Linked DNA regions of Mus musculus: region 2 is linked to region 1. A link is a contact called in public promoter capture Hi-C data. All regions are on one chromosome and are shown on one strand. The core of a region is the stretch at or near the end of the contact, and the rest is flanking DNA. Distances in the headings are between cores, read along the strand shown. Region 1 has its middle 52 kb from the start of Gm25915. Region 2 holds the start of Tmem164 (transmembrane protein 164).

Evidence for each region. Promoter capture Hi-C pulls out the DNA fragments that hold promoters and counts their contacts.
Region 2: a promoter capture Hi-C map of the HPC-7 cell line shows a contact between it and region 1. The contact joins the promoter of Tmem164 here to the enhancer-like site in region 1. A contact is called at or near these places in 6 of 39 promoter capture datasets (the C10 cell line, the HPC-7 cell line, cranial neural crest and 3 more), 4 of 484 Hi-C or Micro-C datasets (embryonic fibroblasts, macrophages, pre-megakaryocyte-erythroid progenitors and 1 more), 2 of 115 datasets of contacts at active chromatin or transcription factors (the HPC-7 cell line and embryonic forebrain) and 1 of 9 other capture datasets (liver).

What each region holds. Positions count from the first base shown.
Region 1 is chrX:142,535,603-142,538,803 of GRCm38.p6, forward strand. No RefSeq gene overlaps it. Among named protein-coding and RNA genes, the nearest start is that of Gm25915, 52 kb to the left of the region's middle. Within about 2 kb of position 1,714, at least 39 of the 459 cell types and tissues checked have an H3K27ac peak or open chromatin away from gene starts, as enhancers often do. A contact at or near this core is called in the HPC-7 cell line and macrophages, where this site is marked.
Region 2 is chrX:142,680,173-142,683,373 of GRCm38.p6, forward strand. It overlaps Tmem164 (transmembrane protein 164), which reads left to right and starts at 1,554. Exons shown (of 7, transcript NM_001199360.1): 1 at 1,554-1,767; 2 at 2,119-2,777. The coding sequence starts at 2,391.

The DNA of each region.
Region 1 (3,201 bases), core at 464-2,963:
AACAACCTGGCTCTCCTTGAGATCAGAAACAGAGGCAACTTGTTAGAAGTGCTTGGAACTGAACCACAATTCTAATTCAAACAGAGCAAGGTGGCGCATAAAGATAGGGAGCCCTGTGAATTAAGGTTATGAATTACTGGTGAGAGGTTGCTGGGAGCTAGATTTGTCTGTGGCTTTATAGGAGAAGTCCTGCTGAGGACTGAGAGATAAGCAAGAAATTGGGACCATAGCCATCTCCCACTCTCTCCCATTGTGCCCTACTCCCCTCTTCTCTTCTCTGCCCTTGAACATCTGAAACTAGAAGCTAGCACTGTAAAAGGAAAGAAGTTAAGTTGGAGGACTCCAGCAGTAGCAGGACAGACCAAGTAGAATGGCATCCTTTTTCTTCTTTCTTCTTCTTGGCATAACCATCATCACCAGGAAGGATGCCGCCAGTGGCAGAAAGTGCCAAGGAGGAATGAGTAGCTTTGGAAAGTAGCTGAAAGAGATTTTCCTGCCCCTTTCTCAGAAATAGGAAGTTGACTTACTTATTTCTGGCACTGTTCAGCCCTGGACCTGCGATAAGAAACAAATGAAAGTGGGTACCTTGTAGACATGTAAATAGGCTGATGTTTTCTAGGAGGTGGGCAGATATGCTTAGTCATGTATACATCAATGGGGTTGTTCACCTCTTTCTTCTACTTAGAGGCAGGGGCAATTTTTTTTAATAATTATTTGTAATGTTCATTATGTTGGTGGAGAAAGAATAACCTAGTGTTACCGGAGAGGCTCAGGAGGCATGAATTTCCGATTCTGTTCCACAGCAGCAATGATAAAGATGAGCTGGCCAGTGTTTGCTGGGGAAATGGTGTATGGCGGGCACTGGATATTCTCATCTTACTGACTTTTCATAGCCTTGCAAATGCAAGCTCCTAGGTCAAGTCTAACGATCCCTTGAGTCTTGGCACAGCTGTCTACACAGACTAAGAGCTAAGGTACATGTGGAATACGTTTCATGTGTTATGGGTTGAAGGAGAAATGCTGTCCCCTAGCTCATGTGGTGAGTATTTGGTCCCCAAGTGGTGCTATTTTAGGAAGTTTTATGTGGAGACTTTAGGAAGTGGAGCCTAGGTGGAGGATACAGGTCACTGGCAACATCACTGTGTTTCCTGTCTACCATGCCACCAGAATACTCTGCCTCACCATGGGTCTGCAACCAAAGGAGTCAAGGTCTAAGCACAGAAATCCTCAAAACCAGGAGCTAAAAGAAACATGTCCTCCCTTAAGTCGTTTCTTCCAGGTATTTTGGTCACAGCAACACAAAAACTAACATGTTAATAGATTGGCCCAGTGATTGAAATTAGTAATTAATTCTAGTAAATATTATTATGCATGTACAATCATACCAGACAAGTCATATTATCATCTTCATCTTATAAATGAAGTCGAGGCCCTGAATGACTAAGGAATGTATACAAACTTACAGAGCTTCTAAGTGTCACAACCTGAATTTAAAATCAATTGGTTGTCCCTGGTTTCTATTTGGAAAGACAACAAAATCTGAAGGACAGAAAGTGATGACAGTTAAATGATGCTGTGGATACACTTAATTTCAATGACTATACACTTCAGATGGCTAAAATAATCAGTTTGATATATTATGTATATTTTACACCCCATCCCCCACCTCCTCAGCACACACAGCCTGAAATGTCAAGAGTCTGGAATTTCCACCATTGTGACATCAATGACCATGACTCAGGATTCTCTTTGTCCTTTGCTCATAAGCCCATCCTACAGGGACCAGGTTTTATAGTCAAAAGGCTGTTTGGATACCACATCTGTTTCTCACTAATTATGTTATCAGTGAGTGCCCAGGATTGTCTGGGTTTTCTTAGGCTAAAGGGGGAACCTAGTTTCAGACAGACTCGCCTAAGGAGTCAATCACATCAGTTATGGGCATAGAGCCTCATGGCGTTGATGTCTGACCTTAGGTAGAGGAGCACAGGTTGCTTTGCATTTATCTCTGATGAGTGGAGTCAGTGAAGACTGGGTAGTTTCCTTATTCCCAGTTGGTCCTCTCTTTTGAAGGATATATGGATGCCTTCTAAGAGGAAGCGAGTCAGCTAGGCTTAAGGGAACTTGAGGAGGCCCTTTCAGAAAGAGGAAGGAAGATGAACTCATACTGAGATAAACCATTTAAAGATTAGCCAGTGTTTTCAACATCACGGAAAAGATGAGCCTACCAAAATGAGCTTCACTGCAAAAACATTCACTCTTTACCCATGGTCCTTTGAGGCAGGGAGCAGGAGGTTCTCACCAGCCGCTTTCCTGCCTCTGAGACTTCTCATGATACTCACTGGGGAAGGGTATTCAGTAAGGACAAAGTCCCCAGATAGTCCTTGGCACTAGGAGAAAAGATGAGCTAGGAGCAATACAAAATCTACCATATCAATCAATTGCCAAATTGATTGACATTAGTAATTAATATTAATAAATGTCATTAAGCTGGGTAGTGGTGGTGCACACCTTTAACCCCAGCACTTGGAAGGCAGAGGCAGGCGGATTTCTGAGTTCGAGGCCAGCCTGGTCTACACAGTGAGCTCGAGGACAGCCAGGGCTATACAGAGAAACCCTGTCTCGAAAATAAATAAATAAATAAATAAATAAATAAATAAATGTCATTATATGCATACAATACTTCTAGACAGGTCATACTCCCGTTTTCCAGCCCACAGCCCTCTCTTGTTAAGTTCCCTCAAATTCTCTTGTTCCAGAATAGGGAGGTATGAGCAGCAAATACTGCCCACTTTTGGAAAAATCAGGCCTCGCAAGAAGTGCGCAGCTACGGGGCCTAGCAAACACAGAAGTGGATGCTCACAGTCAGCTAATGGATGGATCACAGGGCTCCCAATGGAGGAGCTAGAGAAAGTACCCAAGGAGCTAAAGGGATCTTCAACCCTATAGGTGGAACAACATTATGAACTAACCAGTACCCCTGAGCTCTTGACTCTAGCTGCATATGTATCAAAAGATGGCCTAGTCGGCCATCACTGGAAAGAGAGGCCCATTGGACACGCAGACTTTGTGTGCCCCGGTACAGGGGAACGCCAGGGCCAAAGGGGGGGAGTGGGTGGGTAGGGGAGTGGGGGTGGGTGGGTAAGGGGGTCTTTTGGTATAGCATTGGAAATGTAAATGAGCTAAATACCTAATAAAAAATGG
Region 2 (3,201 bases), core at 304-2,803, 140 kb after region 1:
GATATTCTTCTAACGTATGCGAGTCTGCAATAAATATTAAACCAATATGAGGTACATTCTGAGTAGTTCTTTCCTTAATTACCGGCCCTTAGAGGAGCCAGCCCAGCCACGAGGTAGAGAGCGTCAGAGAAGAGGGGGCCCCCTGGACCCAGCTAGCGCTCACTTTTCCTGGCTGTTCTTTCCAAGGTGGGGTTAGGAAGCAGCTGCGCTCTCTCTGTCTCTCGCTCTCTGTGTCTCTCTGTCTCTGTCTCTGTCTCTCTCTGCGGGTGGGGGACGGGGGTGGGGAGGGAAAGAGGTCAGGAGAATCTTCTTTTCCTCCACCAAGTCTATCACTGAAGGTTCGCTGTGGTCGGAAGGGGGCGGAGAGGAAGAAGGACGGCAGGAGGGAAGGAGGGAGAGAGCCAGCAAGGTTTGTGTAGGGTGGGGGGAGGGGGGAGAGAGAGAAAAGCATCAGAGCTGGGTTAGAAGGAGTCCGAGGAGAAATCCTCAAATTTAGGCACTCAAGAAGAAAGTGAGGCTGTGACAAGAAGGTGAGCAATACTTTTATGGTCTTTTTTTTTTTTTTTTTTTGAATCTCCCATTTCAAGGCCGAAGGGAGGAAGCAGGAAGTCCATACTCAGCACACTCCCCAAGCTAAAGCCTGTCCATCAGTTTCACAGCCTTACTCCTAGAAGTTAGCGAGGACCGGCTGAGTGCCCAGTATGTGGTCAGGTATGCAAAGTAGTGGCCCGAGAACCAGGTCAACGGAGGAGTTAGTCCGCCAGGCTTAGGTGGGGAGGTGAATTCAGTCACAGTGGCGAAAGAGCAAAACTGTGCGCGAGTGCACGCTTGGAGTGCAGAAGACCAGGCTGGAGAAGGAGGAGGAAAGAGGCGGGGATGGGGCCTCCGAGGGTAGCAGGGTGGGGGCGGGGGTGGGGTGGGGTGGGGTGGGGAGCAGAGAGGAAGCAGGGCAGGAGGTGGGAAGCGAGGACGAAGTGGGTAGGCTGTGGAGGGAAGGCTGCGAGGCGGGGCAGTGGTGGCTTGAAGACGTGTGTATGTGTGTGTGTGTGTGTGTGTATGTGTGTGTGTAGGGAGGGAGTGAAGTGGATCGGAGGAGTGTGTGTGTGTGTGTGTGTGTGTAGGGAGGGGGTGAAGTGGACGGGAGGAGGGCCGAAGGTGGAGGGAGTTGGCGACGAGGGGGTGGAGAGAGGGAGGGGAAACCGGAGGAAGCGAGCGGCGGCTGCCGGGGGAGGAAGGCAAGGAGGAGGAGCCGGAGCGGCGGCGGTGGCGGCTGCTGCTGCTGCTGCGGCCGCCTGGGGAGCCCAGCCGAGTGCCGCCTGGGGCTGCGGGGAGTGAGGGGAGACGGAGAGTTCGGTGGAGCCCGGGCAGCGGAGCCGAGCAGCGGGTGAGTGGAGCCCCAGGGGGACTCGGCGGCCAGTCCTCGGGGGGCCGGACGAGGAGGAGCGGGAAGATGGAGCGGTGGCGGCGGGGCGGAGGGTGGCGGCCCCATGGCCCGGCCCCTGGCTGGCCCCGCGTCCCCGCCCTCCCTCTCGGCTTCCTCCCGCCGCCCGCCTGCGCCTGGGGGGCTGGTCCGGAGCAGGCGGAGGGCTGAGGGTGGCGCTGGCCCGGAGGGCGGGCGTGAGGGGCCAGGGGGGGTGGAGCTGGGGGTTCGGGGGTGTACCCAGGGGCGGGAGGCTGGACCGGGACTGCTCTAAATTGGCTGGAGAGGGGGCCCCGTCGGCGGCGAAGTTGCTAGCTGGGGGCAGAGACGGCCACGCGGTTGCAGGAGTAAGACCCCCCCCCCCTCTCGTGGAGTGGCTGAGACGAGGAGTCCGGCGTCCCTGCCCTCCCCGTCGCCCTCCCCGCCTGCCCAGCCCTGCTAGCTTCTCTCCTAGCCTCCGCGTGTCCCCTCTCTCTCTCACCCCCTTCTGCCTCCCGCTTGGCTCCCTCGGCAGTGCCTAGTGCCGGGCCCCCTAGGTCCCAGTCCTGACCCTCTTGGCCTCCAACTTGCCTTCACCCGTGCTTGCTTGGCCACCACTCCCGTTCCCCTTTTCTTCCCTCACTAGTTACCCCTCCCCGCTTCGTTAATTCCCGTGCAATTGCCTCTTTGAGACCTTTTTTTCCTCTCCTTCCTTTTAGATTGGCCAACGGCTCCTTTCAACCCTGCCTCGTTGGTGGCCACTGGAGAAGCGCGGGGGGCTCCCCAGACAGCCGTGGGGACAAGTTAGAGCCAGCACTTTATCCCGGGCCTCGCGTGTAGCTTTCCCTCCCCTGTTCTAGGTGCCCCAGTGTCCAGAGGGGGGTGCGGGTGTGCCCTCCTTACATGTTCCACCGCCCGGGCAACCCTTCGGTCTCGTGTTCCATCTCGCTCTTGCTTCCTGTACCGTAGTCAAGTGGAGCCACTTTGCATCATGTCCCGGTATAGCTACCAAAGTCTCCTGGACTGGCTCTATGGGGGCGTCGACCCCAGTTTTGCAGGCAATGGGGGCCCCGACTGTGCTGCCTTCCTGTCTTGGCAGCAGCGGCTGCTGGAAAGTGTGGTGGTCCTGACCCTGGCCCTGTTGGAGATCCTGGTGGCCCTGCGGCACATCCTGAGGCAGAAGGAGGACGGTAGGGGTGGCCGTAGCAGCCAGCCACAGCAGGTGACCCAGCGGCCAGAGGAAGGCAAGGAGAGCCTGAGCAAGAATCTGCTCTTAGTAGCCCTGTGCCTGATCTTCGGGGTGGAGGTGGGCTTTAAGTTCGCCACCAAGACCGTCATCTACCTGCTCAACCCTTGTCACCTGGTCACCATGATGCATGTGAGTCTGTTGACTTTTTCCTGGGCAGCCTAAGTGATAAGAGTCATTAGCGTGCTCAGGACACTGGTGTGTAGAGCACTTCGTTCCCGTGGGAAGTGGGACCCTTACAAATGCTTTTCCAACCAGCATCCGCTTTTGTGCTAGTAAACTTCAGCATTGCACAACAGGTCAGCCCCACAGTGGAGGTGAACCCTAGAAATGACTTGCACTTGGAGCCCCATGCCCCTCCCATCTCAGCTCTGCTGGGGCCTGGCCTTTTCACCAGCAGGAAGTCCAGCCCCAGCTAGGTGACCATTCAGGATCACATCTGTGGCGCATGGCCAGCACTCCTGCCTTTTGTAGTAGTTTCCCAAGGGGCCTGGTGACAGGCTTTCCTGGAGGTGGTGGTCACACAAGCTTCTTTGTCTCCACTGTGGTACATTGG